Regions from separate parts of the Ovis aries genome. Here region 2 is linked to region 1. A link is a contact called in public Hi-C data. All regions are on one chromosome and are shown on one strand. Each heading gives the region's core, a stretch centred on a gene start, on an enhancer-like site or on the middle of the called end of the contact. The rest is flanking DNA. Distances are from core to core; before and after follow the strand shown. Region 1 holds the start of FOXO1 (forkhead box O1). Region 2 has its middle 340 kb from the start of COG6.

Region 1 (6,207 bases), core at 2,481-4,980:
AGAATTGAATTTTTTTTTCAAGCTAAAAGTCATAGTAAAATTTCTCCTTTTTATGAATCTTTAAAACACAGCGAGTCTTTCAGATCTGAGAGTGAAACTTGGTTTTAACAAGTAACTCATTTTTATGAAAACTCCAACCAGAAGACGAGTTATGAGTTAGAAAACACTTCAGGTTGTTTCTTTTCTTCTTAAAATACTCTTTTACTCAAAGTGAAAATGCACTTGCTGTAATCTGACTTACACCAACTGACTAATACACCTGAAACATTTCCTCACTTGAGAATGGCAGCCTGCTCCCTCCCAAAGCCCACGAGGTTCTACAAGCTGCAACTGCAGGGAGCTGCCACTGGGCCTCTAATTCTGGACCAATAATTCTTACTAACATTTAACAGATCTTCCAGCTTTAAGCAGTACTTTTAAATTATAATTGCATTTGGGGAAAAAAATTAAAACAAGAACCTAATATAAATGGCTGGGGGGGTTGATTTTAGCCTTAGAATCTTTTATTTTTAAAGCACTTAAAAAAAACTAAAAACATTTAAGTTATATTTCTAGTTTAAGAATGCCTTGACTTAAGGCCATATGAGAGGCGAAACTAAAAATAATTCCCAAACTTTGCCTTCCCCTATCTTCAGAGAAAGGCACTCCAACAAGCTGAAGTAGGCTGTATCCATTTCCAAGGACATGCAAAAACGGTGTTAAGTACATACCGTACTCCGAATGATTAAAAAAAAAAAAAAGGTTTTTTTAATGGGAAATGCGTTATAAGAGCTCAAGTAGAATTGATAAATGTCAAGTACTTAAATTCAAATATTAAAGTAAAACTGGATTTAGCAGACATCCTCTAACTTAAAAGAATATATACCGCGCATAAAGTACAGAGGCTCTACCTTTTAGAAGCACTTGGTAAAATTGCATGTAATTCCTAGTAATGAATGAGATTATCTGTGAGGCTTTTACTCCAAAACACACTTTGGAAGAAATAAGATCCTGGCTCCTTCTCCACGAGTTTCAATACGATGTGATTAACTTAACCTTTCCGACACACATTAACCACTGGGATGACACTGTATGTAAAACCACCTTGCTGTAACAAGTGCGCAGCAAAGAAAAATACTACGCAGTACAGTCCAGATGAGGAGTGAGGAAGGAGTCTACATCAACTACAGAACCTTCACGTCCATCCTTTCACCTGTGACACTGAGAAACTGCCAGATCCTGGAAGCCGCAGGGCGGACGGAAGGCCGGTCGGCCTCCCCTGAGCACCCCAGGGCCTTCTCCACCTCTCGGTAGGGATGAACCTGCCCCCTCCAGGGTCTCTCCTGGTGGGTATCAGTCTCTCTCTCTCCAGAAAGGCAAAAAGGGCCAGAGGCACTTCATCTACAGGGTCTCCGGCGATGCAGGAGGTTCCTCCGGTTCCCTAGATTCGAACCTCCACTGCAACTCTTCCAAAACACTGGTCTCAAAGCCCCCTGCCTTGCCTCTCGGATCTGCACCTCCGTGCCAAGACGGAAAAGCAACAGAGGACACATGTTCCCAGCGCCGGGCATCCAGGGGAGCCTCTCTGCGCCTAATTAAAGGCCTTGAACCTAGGGCGAGGCCAAGTTTGCGGGGCACTTCCTGGCGCGGAGAAGCGCTGGCCTCGCCGCCCCGCGGCCCGGGCCCGGCGGCGCGCGCGGCCAGAACGCGCTGGCCCTTTAAAGGCGCTAGCTTCCTGCGCCCGCGGCCCCTCCCTCGCCGTCGCCAGCTCCCGCCCCCGCCGAGGGTCATACTTGAACTTTAGCTCGCCCCGCGCGGCCCGGCGCCGGCGCTTCGCCGGCGGTGGCCGCCCCTTCGCACGTGTCGGAGGCGCTACCTCTGGCTGGGTGCGCCCGGCCCCCGGCACTCGAGGCTACTTCGAAACGCAATCGAAACAAAACAAAATGCACGCTGGCCTCCCAAAACGGCGCGTTCGGCCCCACGGACCTCCTGGCTGGCGCCCTGCCTGTACCCTCCACCTGCAGCTCCGTTCTAGGGCGGCGGGGCTCCGAGGCCCCCATCGCCGCGCCCTCCTCCGCCCCGCGCGGCGGAAACGGCTCCGCGGGGCGTCCCTGAGCTTGGGGGTGGGGAACGAGCGCCGCGTGGGCGGCGCAGAGCCGCCCTCACCCTTGATGTCCTAGGGGGGCAATATGAGCAGCGGCTGGAGTCCGCGCGAGCCGAGGGGGAGCCGTTCCCAGTGAACCCCCCGCCCCACCCCTCTTTCACGGGCGAACTTTTCTGGCCGCTCGGAGGTCCACTTCTTGGCGTCCTTTTTCTCACCCGCTCTGGTCCCAGCGAGCCCCTTCCCTGTCCGGCTCCAACTCTCACTAGAGCGCGCGCACACACACTCATTTCTGCCCCCCGCCCCCCTCGACGGGTCCCGGGCAAGCCCACGACCCACCTCTGCCACTCTCGCCCTCACCCTGCACGCGCTACCCGCGTGCCTTGCACTTTCAGGCCAAGAAAACTTGTACCGGCGGGCCCCCGTCCCCCGTCCTCTGCCCCGCAGCGACCTCAGACGGAGGCCGGCTCCCCCGGACACCCACCCACCCCTCCCGCTCCGGCCGTGCGCCCGGAGGCCGCTCACCTTCCAGCCCGCCGAGCTGTTGCTGTCGCCCTTATCCTTGAAGTAGGGCACGCTCTTGACCATCCACTCGTAGATCTGCGACAGCGTGAGCCGCTTTTCGGCCGAGCTCTCGATGGCCTTGGTGATGAGGTCGGCGTAGGACAGGTTGCCCCACGCGTTGCGGCGGGACGAGCTGCTCTTGCGCGGCTGCCCCGCGAGCGGCCCGCCGGCGGCGGCGGCCGCGGCGGGAGGCACGGGCGGGTGCTGCGACAGCGGGCCGGGCGGCGGGGGCTGCGGCGGCGCCGAGTGCAGGCAGCCCGCCTCCGGGCCCTGGAAGTCGCCACACAGCCCCCCGGTGGCAGCAGCTGCGGCCGCCGCAGCAGCCGCCGCCACCGCCGCCGCCGCCGCCGCGGCTGCCGCCACGGAGCCGGGCGCCTGTTGGAAGTCCCCGCTCTCCTCCAGCAGGCTCAGGCTGCTCATGAAGTCGGCATTGACAGCGGCCGCCGAGGCCGAGGGCAGGCCCGCGGCGCCGTCGGGGTTCGCCGCTGCGCCGCCCGACGGCGCCGGGCTGGAGGTGGCCGAGTTGGACTGGCTAAACTCCGGCCGGGGCAGCGGCCAGGTGCACGAGCGCGGCCGGGGCAGCGGCTCGAAGTCCGGGTCGATCTCCACCACCTGGGGCGCTTCGGCCATGGTGACCCCCCCACCCTTCCCCCAGCCGCGGGACTTGCCCAGAAGTGAGAAAAGCGCAGCACCGGGCAGGGGGGGGCGGCGCCGAGGGGAGAGAGGGCGCCGAGAGCCTGTCCGAGATCTGCGGGAAGGGGTGAGGTCGGTGCAGCGAGCGGACGGAAACCCGGAGGGAGGCGCGGCGGCGGCGGAGTGGAAGCGCGAGCCCAGAACTTAACTTCACGGCTCCGTCCGCATCTAGGCGCCTCCGGGTCCGCTGCACTGACGGGACGGCAGGCCAGAGTCGTCGGGGCCCCGACAGCGCTGGCGTCGCTCTCCGCGCCGAACGACGGACGGACGGACGGACGCCGCGGGCCGCTTGCTCTCCCCGGGCGGGCGCGACCGCGGCGCTGCTGCCTGTTGAATGCTGCGGCGGCGGCGGCGGCAGCAGCGACTACGCGGCCGCCCCGACTTACGGGATCTGCCGCCGCCCCCCGCCGGCGGCGGCGGCGGCGCGCGCGCCGGCCCGCCCCTGACGGACGGCCCCTGCGACCAATGAAAGTGCGGCGGCGGCGCCCGGGCCGCCAATGGGCGCCGGCCTGGGCGGGGCTCGGTTTTCCACGGGGAGGCGGCAGTGGGTTGGTTGGTGGGGGGTAGTAGGGTGTTTTTCTATTTGACATGCACAGTCTCTCCCTCGCTCGCTCGCTCTCTGTTTTTTGGGTTTTTTTTTTTTTTTGGCTCTCTGTTATTATTTTCTGGTAATTCTCGAGTGTTTCTGTGAGTCTTTCGCCCTCTCAGTGTTTTGATTGCTAGGAGGCAAACCAACGTGGAGGCGGCGGCGACACTTTGTTTACTACTGAGGAGCCCAGCCGAGTACTCGGGAAGCCCGAGTGGAACGAGCCGCCCGCTTCGCCTCGACCTGCGCTCGGGAGCCCGAAGCTGGGCCGGGCGGGGGCCGGGGACAATCAGCGCTCAGGGGGCCGCCGGGTGGGTGGGTGCGTGGGCGGGCGGAGGCGGCCTCGTCGGAGTTCTGCTCACTCGCCCCCTCTCGACTCCGCCCACGATTTCTCTGCAGAGAAACGTGGGCAAGTCGGTGGGTTTTGTTTTTATTTGGTTTGGTTGGTTGTTTTTTGTTTTTTTTTTTTCCTTTCCCTGCGATGTGTCGAGTTCTCCGGCCCCGGGCGCGGGCCGCACACACGCTTGTCCCCACCCCCGCGCGGGGCCCGGGCTCTGACTGCCGAGTCGGCGGGGAGGACCCAGCCGCCGCCGCAGCGCCGGGAACCCACCTTTCCGCACCAGCGAGCTGAGCCTCGGCGGTCGGTGTAGACTAGTGGGGGGGTTGGCGGTGGGGGGCGCCGTTGGCCAGACGAGCCGCCCCGAGCCGGGTTCACGGGGGCTCGGCCCCGGCCGAAGACGATTGCTCCTGCACACGCATCCTCAGAGCCGAAGGCAGCCTCAACCCTCGTGCCCTCCGTGGGAACCTGTTCCCCTGGGCAGGAACCTCAGACTGTCCACTGAGTCAGTCCGGGACGACGGGGAAGGCGGGGTCAGAGGAGAGCACTTAGGGAGAGCCTTGTCACTTTATTACTTACTTACACTAAATTCGATTGTTTGCTTGTCATTGCTTTGCTATTTAGAATGCAAGTGCTGAGACGTTGAGAGGTGAAAACCTAACAGGGGACAGTACCAAAGGCTTGAGGCGAAGCCCTGCCCCACTCCCAGGTGTTGCTTTAGGCTGCTTGTCCCGCGTGTCAATCACTGCCCCCTCCCATCCCACCCCACCTCGCTCCATCTGGGCTCTAGGTCCAGGCTGTCCTGCCAAGATCAGTGGGGGCCAAAGGAAGACAATGGCCCTTGTGTCTCAGGGAGCAGAAGAAATACTTGTCAAGTTTTGTTTTGCTCTTTTTAGAAAGAATATGGAAGGCATTTCCTTTCAGAGAGATGGGATCACTGAAGATGTACGACTGACGGTAGAGTTTTAAATATCTTTGTCCAAAATGACAGCTTCCAATTCACCACCACCCCACCCCCCGGCAAAAAAAAAAAAAAAAAAAAAAAAAAACCTCTTTATGACAGTTCTTCAATTGAAAAAGTGGCATCTAAAGCAAAGGAGGCCTCGTTTAGAAAAGTTTGAAAAGATTTAGAGAAAGATTTGGTCCTCGTTGACATTCTCACCCGTCCAAACTCCAATTTCTTCATAATCCGATTATCACAACAGCTTCCCACTGATACTGGGGGTAGCTGGGGTTCGTGAGCGTGATGGATTGAAGATAGGGTTGGTTCCCACTCGCCTCCTGTGGTCTCAGCGTTTACTATCAGACTGAGACTGTTCCGGCCTCCTCAGCCAGCCGCTAGAGGACCTCAGTAACCCAGATGATGAGCCGAAAGGAAGGCGGTAGCGTACAACCGCTGCTACCCTCTACCTTTCCGACTACGCTTTATATGGGCAGCCCCCATTCAGACGGCCGCACCCTACAGATAGGCGGTGCCCAAGTGGATCATGCCTGGCAAAGGAAGCCAACTGCAAATTTGGCCTTGCCTTCATTTCAATTCCGGCTTTTCAGGACCTCAGTTGGAGGAAGGTATTTGGTTAAAGGAGTTTTTTCTTACAGACTTTCTCCCCAGATCCTTGAAATCTTCTGAGCTGTCATGCCCAATTGTTTCTTTAAATGACAAATTCGCTTTTTTTGGTCTTTCTTGAGTACCTACAGCACCAGTGTCCCTGCCACATGGTTACAAAAAATTAAAAATATATTTATAGCTCCCAACCATACCATTGTATGTATCAGTTTACTAGCCTTGCTGGAGGATGTTTTGCTTGTTTCTACTCTTGAGGGATCACAAACTGTTCTGTAATCTCATAGAACTAAGAGATTTTGCATATGTGCAAGTACATCCACAGGAGGAATGTCCAGAAAGATCACTGGGGTCAGCAGTCAAGTGCATTTGTAATTCTGAAA
Region 2 (6,207 bases), core at 2,010-4,509, 530 kb before region 1:
AGTGCTTCCCTGGCCTTTCTGAATCGCTGTAGATTCTGTTGACATGTCTGGGATCCTAGTTAGAAAGATCTATAGCTTATTTATATTTATTTAATTAGTGGCCACCCACTACTGGCTTATAGTATGTGTGTTTGTGTATGTGTGTGCGAGCTCAGTCATGTCCTACTCTTTGCGACCCCATGGACTGTTGCCTGCCAGGCTCCTCTGTCCGTGAAATTTTCCAGGCAAGAATACTGGAATGGGTTGCTATTTCCTCCTCCAGGGGATCTTCCTAGCTCAGGAATTGAACCTGAATCTCTTGTGTCTCCTGCACTGGCAGGTGGGTTCTTTACCAACTGAGCTACCTGGGAAGCCCTTTATAGTATGTATCCATAGCTAAGAAGTGTGGGTTGAATGAATGAATGAATAATAAGCAATTTAAATAAGAACCCAAATTTAGTCCTTAAAAGATATGAGCTTTCAAATTGCTGGAATATCCATGCTGGGTATATAATGTCTACCAAGCATCAGGTCCTGCTTTAACTATTTATGTAAATTGCCTCACTGAATTCTCCAAACTAGCTCCACGAAGTAGGTGGTATAATCATCACGTTAACTTTTCAGATGAGGAAACTGAGCACAAGGAAGAGATGTGATACCACCAAGCTCCCACTGCTAGGGAAAGGTAGGGCTTCACTCGAAGCCCAAGCTCTATCACCCCGAGAACATCCTGCTCTAGCATCCTGCTCAGGGAGCTCCCTACTGATGATGCTCAGAGGGCTGTAAGTGGTTGACCATCTTGAAGATGCAAAGTCATGAAGCCTGTAGCCTGCCAGGCTTCTCTGTCCAAAGGGATTTTCCAGGCAAGAATACTGGAGGGGGTTGCCATGCCCTCTTCCAGAGGACCTTCCAAGGGTCAAACCCATGTCTCTTACATCTCCTGCATTGGCAGGGGGGTTCTTTACCACTAGCTCCACCTGGGAAGCCCTTGATAGTCTCAGGGTGTGGTAAATTTTAAGTATGATTCTCTTTTGCCTCCTGCCATTGCCTTGATCATCAGGAATTCTTAGAGGGCCTGTCTTTAGAAAGGTCAAGGGCAGAAAAGGAAGGAACATGAGCCCTGGGGTCACAGAATCCCACACATGGAGCACAAGTCAACCATTTACTGGCTGTCTGACCTTCTCTGAATCTGTTTCATCATCTTTGAAATGAGTCCATCACACACCAGTGTAATGCTGGTTGAGATTGGTTGCCATTAGAATAAAATAAATATGACAGAAATACCCAATCTGTTCACTTTCATTTCTTCTTCCCACTCTAGTCCCCTGATTCAAATATGCTATGGGATTTGAAAGCAAGCTTGTTAAAATCACACCTAAAATAAGCACAGACAAGGTTCTGAGTCTGCATTCTTTGAGTAAAGCACACAAGCTTCAGAATGTGTCTTCTAGCAGTTACCTAATTGTGGCACTGGGGGAGGCTTTGCTTTTTTCCTAATTTTTGTTTCTTTTCCGGATAGATGAGGCTGGGTTCTGGATAAGTGAAGGAGCCTGGTAGTCACCTGTCTTACCTGGCTCACCGCTTGGTGGCAGCACACCCCACTTCCTTTACCCCTATTCTTTCCTGTGTGTAAAAAAGTAGGCGTTCTGTTTAGGGGCCAATCTCCACTCCTCCATCTCCTACATTGCTTTTGACACAAACGATCACTTACACTCTTAGGTAAAAGCAAATATCGTTTGTGTGTGCTTTCGCGCACTCCATTAGGACGATGTGTGGAGCCTTACCAAAGCCGAACTCAGCACATTGCATTAGACCATTTTCACTGGGAGGTTTTTCTTACACAAAATGATCCAGGATTAAAAATATGGAGAAATTTTCTCAGTGTGGCACAGCTTTTTAAAAGATAGGAACAAAGCCTTTATTGAAAAGAGCAATTTATCATGCCAGTAATTTTCTACCTCTGTCCTGCCATTATTAAGGATAGCCGGGTTAAAAGGAACTCTTAGCTCTGGTCTCTCTGCTCAGCCAGCAGCCTCACATAATGGCCTGTCTCTAACTTCAGCCCATTGCCATGGAAGTAATTATACCACATGGCTGAGGAGGGTGATTTGCCACAGAATCACAGAAGCAGCAATTGGGTTCAAAATGAAAAACAATCTCTAGATACGGGAGGAAAAGAGGCATGATGAATCACAGAGGATCCAGAGAGCACTGTTTTATGTGGACGACTGCTGTGGACTGAAGTTTTGAAATAAAAGATCACCAGAATAAGACAATAACATATAAAATGAATGTAATAAACTTCCCCATGCCCCCTATCCTTCTCCCACACTTTTTTAAATCGCAGCACATGATTAGACAGTCCCCAATAAACGGTTCTTTACAGCTTTTGTGACAGTTCCTGCACCAGGCATTCCAAGTAAATAATTTTATTTATTTCATAAAATTCTGGAAAAGAATCACAGAGGCCATGGCTGTGGTTGTGATCTGGGAATTCATCTTGTTCCATACTCTCTGTCTTCCAAAAGGTTCAAACCGAAACTTTCCCAAGAAGATCAAAATCAACACTGTGGAAAGATCATGAATTTTTTTTTTTTTTTTTTAATGAGGCCAAGGACAAAGATCCTTCAGTGGAATGGGTCAAATATTTTGTCCAGATGGGAACACAAGATCTGGAGTGAGAAGACCCTGCTTGGAAGGCTGGGCTCTGGAGTTTGCCAACCCTAACACTTGGACAAGTTCACAAAACGTCTCTGCGCTTGGGTTGCTTCAAAACTGGAGATAATAGTCTATGTCACACGGTTGGCCCAATGACCCAGTGAGACAATGAACGTGAAAGTGCTGTGTAAACTGGAGAGTTACCTGTTACCACTTACGAGCACTTCTGAGCTCACTCAGTTCTTTTCCCCACCTCAGCACGCTACAGCATCCAGCCTTTTACCACCAAAGGGCAGAAGGCTGATGCCTGCAGTCCTAAACACATCAGCAGCCTGGAGGGAAGGGTTATCTGAGGACCCAGAGGGTGTCTGGACCTCCCCGCCTCCTCCTCGGCAGCGCGCCTGCGCACTCTCCGCAGCTCCGCCTCTATCTGGCGCTGGAACTGTAGCCTGAGTGACGGGAGACGCAGCTTTGGGCCACTGTCTTGCTGCCTGACTCTAGGTTGTTTCTTCACTACTCTGGTTACGCATTCCGAATAAATAAGGATCAGAGACCCAGGCTGTTGAGCCAGGCAACCTGGGTTCCAATGCTGGTTCCACCAATGACTGGAGAGGTGACTGGGAGAAGAACAAATAGTAGTCAGTATTTACTGAGCACTCAGATACGCCAGCCCTGCTCCGAAGGCTTCATCTGCATCAGCTCAGGTGATCGTCACAGTAACCTTATGAGGTCAGCCCAGTTATTATTCCCGTATTCCAGGCAATGAAACTGAGAGCAAAGTGCTTCAGTAACCTGCCCAAGGTCACTCTACGAGTGAGTGGCCGTCTCACACGCTCATCACGATGACGCCTAACTCCCCCTAAAGACGCACATGAAGAGCTCAGAGTAGTGTCTGCCACATGGTAAACACTCAGTGATGGCTATTAATTATTGTTCATTAAGGACCCATTATATACCAGCCATGTACAGAGGAGGCTGGCAGGCTACAGTCCATGGTGTCACAGAGAGCCGGGCACAACTGAGCGACTAACACACATGTACCAGTCACCTTGCTAGATGAACCCATGATACACAAGCTCCCCAGCCCCACCTCAGTAAAGATCACAAATAAAAATACTTGCTCTATTTATCCCACGTGGTTGTTCTGGGGATCAAGTCCAGAAAGGCAATGTGTAAAGATGGAGGTGAGCTTTTGAAAGTGAAAAGGCAACTCCATTGGTAAGGCGGTATTTGCATTAGTTTATTTTAGCTGAATCTGACACAGAGTTCTTGTAATAGGAAAAACTTAATCCAAGAGATACATTATAATAATCTTCTCCTTGGAATACATATCAGCTGGTGCCGTGGTGAGTGTCTAGGACTCTGGTTGCCAAAATAACCGCTTCGATTTTGCAGTTCTTAGTGTCACACTGACCCCAGCCCTGCGGACATAACTGCTTGTTTATCTTCCTCCAGGGTGGGACACGCACAGCAACACGAAATGTCTGTTTTCTTTTCCAGGACTTGTTGGCCTTCTCCCAGAATATCAGTGACCTGATCTTTCTAAACACCCAATCGCCGTATACTTATTGGACACGTACTATTTGCAAAACACTAAACTAAGGACTGTATTTGTCATGCTTTCTCCACGTTGTGTCCATCGCCGGGGGTTAGCTCTGTTATAATTTTTATATTACAAGGATCACAGAACAAATGCAACAGGGTTCTTTGTCCCTTTTATCTCCAAGAATGCCTCATAGAAGAAAATAGAACCTAAAATAATTTGTGAAAATATTAAAAAATACACCATGGTTCTTTTAGCCCCAGAGGCAAATTTCTGAGGGAGATAGATAGAATCATAGTAACATGATGTTAAATCTGATTTTAATGGGAATTTCTTGACCACCTCCTCTGGCCTTAATTCTTGAATATGTCTTCCCAGCTTGGATAAGTTATTCAACCTTTTTGGACCTTGGTATTCTTATCTGTAACATGGGGGAAGACATAAAATATTTGGGAAGCTCTTAGAAAGCATTTATTACTTCATTTAGTCCTCTCAACAATCCTGTGACTACATCTGATAAAACTTAGCTTCCTGAGCAAAGCAGAACACCTAAGTTCTCACAGTTGGCGAACAGCCAGGTGAAGACTCTAATATACTTTATTTCAGAAGCCTCTGTTTTTTGTTTTTTGTTTTTTCCCCCTGGACCAAAGGCCAAAGACCAGAAAGGACTGCCTTTGGAGAATTCAAAACCCTAAGCAATCAGTGACAGGTTTTATTATTCTTCAACTCCGTTGCCCTTATCCCAGCCATGTGGACACTCTGGCCCCAGCATTTCTTGATATCTGTGTTTGCAGGTCAGAGCTCAAAGGACTTCTCATAAACAGTTTCAAAATACAAATGCTCTGTTCAAAGCTAAGCAAAGCCAGATTGACTTTAAAGTCAGAAAGTTCTGTTGCTCCCAGTTTTGTGTGTAGGGCACGCTTTGTGTGCTGGAGGTCAAGTTTTCCCAGTGATAAGGGGGACCTGACAAGGAAGATCTCAAAGCAGGAAAGCAGAGATGGGCGCCCCAGAGGTCATCAGTGGAGAGACGGCCTTGAGAGGAGGGCTTTATCTAAGTGGACTTGCCACCGGGAGTCAAGCGGGAGCAAATACACACTGTGTCTGCCAAAGGTCACACACCTAGCGGGGCAGCTGACAAAACCAGGAAGGCTTCTAACTATGCTACGTGCAATTTACCAATATCCGGGCAGTCAGCGAAGCTGACAAACTTCCTCTGGGAAGTGCAGTCGGTTTTAGCGTCTCAAAGTTCAGGACAGCGTCTTATGTGGCTGCAGTTTCTTCTCTCTCTCCTCCTCCTCCCCTCCCTTCCTTCCCTCTTCTTCCTCCCTTACCCATCCATTTAGAGAACAAGAATCAGTCCATCGAACTCAAAGCCTATTCTGTCCTATACATTCATAATTTTTTCTTTCACTAAAACCTCATATGGTAGTTCTCACACCAAGCCCTACCACATCCCACTCAAGGGTCCGTACATTTTTCTACCCCTGTTTGATATACTCATTCTTAGAAATGATAGTTCCTTGGAGTCCAGTTCAGGGTGCTGCGAGGAGGATCCCTCCCTCCCCAGGTAGTTAAACGTGTTAGAAGATCGGCAAGGGAACTTTCTAGAGACTTCTGGAAAGACTGTGTGGAATCACTACCCAGTGAAGTTAGAATAAATGGTCACATCTAATACATGAGGCATTTGATTGTCCCCGAAGGAAAACTACAGTAACACTTTAAAGTAGAGCACGCTCATTCTTTTTTTTTTAAACATCGTGGAAAAAATGCACACTTCTGCAAAATGGACTAGCAGGGCAGCAAAATGATGACTCTGGCTCCAGGCACGTTCCAGGGTTCCTCCTACATTCTCTCTTGGGGGATAGAAGGCCAGTTTGGAGTCAGATGTGCAGGGGCTGCGCCAAGCCCAGCTCCTCTTGGGCCCTCTCCTACCCTCAGGAAGTGGTGGGGCCAGCCTTCCCCGGAGCTGTCCTGTCCTCCTCCCGGAAAGGAGGGGGTCTCTCCTCATCCAGATGCTGTTCACTCCA

Evidence for each region. Hi-C and Micro-C count contacts between places; a contact is called where the count stands out from the background.
Region 2: a contact with region 1 is called in a Hi-C map of blood, with 4 times the contacts expected there. The contact joins the enhancer-like site here to the promoter of FOXO1 in region 1. A contact is called at or near these places in 3 of 16 Hi-C or Micro-C datasets (blood, liver and mixed tissues).

The regions. Positions count from the first base shown.
Region 1 is chr10:22,147,862-22,154,068 of ARS-UI_Ramb_v3.0, reverse strand. FOXO1 (forkhead box O1) reads right to left here and starts at 3,730. Exons shown (of 3, transcript XM_027973596.2): 1 at 2,606-3,730. The coding sequence starts at 3,274.
Region 2 is chr10:22,679,678-22,685,884 of ARS-UI_Ramb_v3.0, reverse strand. No RefSeq gene overlaps it. Among named protein-coding and RNA genes, the nearest start is that of COG6, 340 kb to the left of the region's middle. Within about 2 kb of position 3,259, at least 3 of the 54 cell types and tissues checked have an H3K27ac peak or open chromatin away from gene starts, as enhancers often do. A contact at or near this core is called in liver, where this site is marked.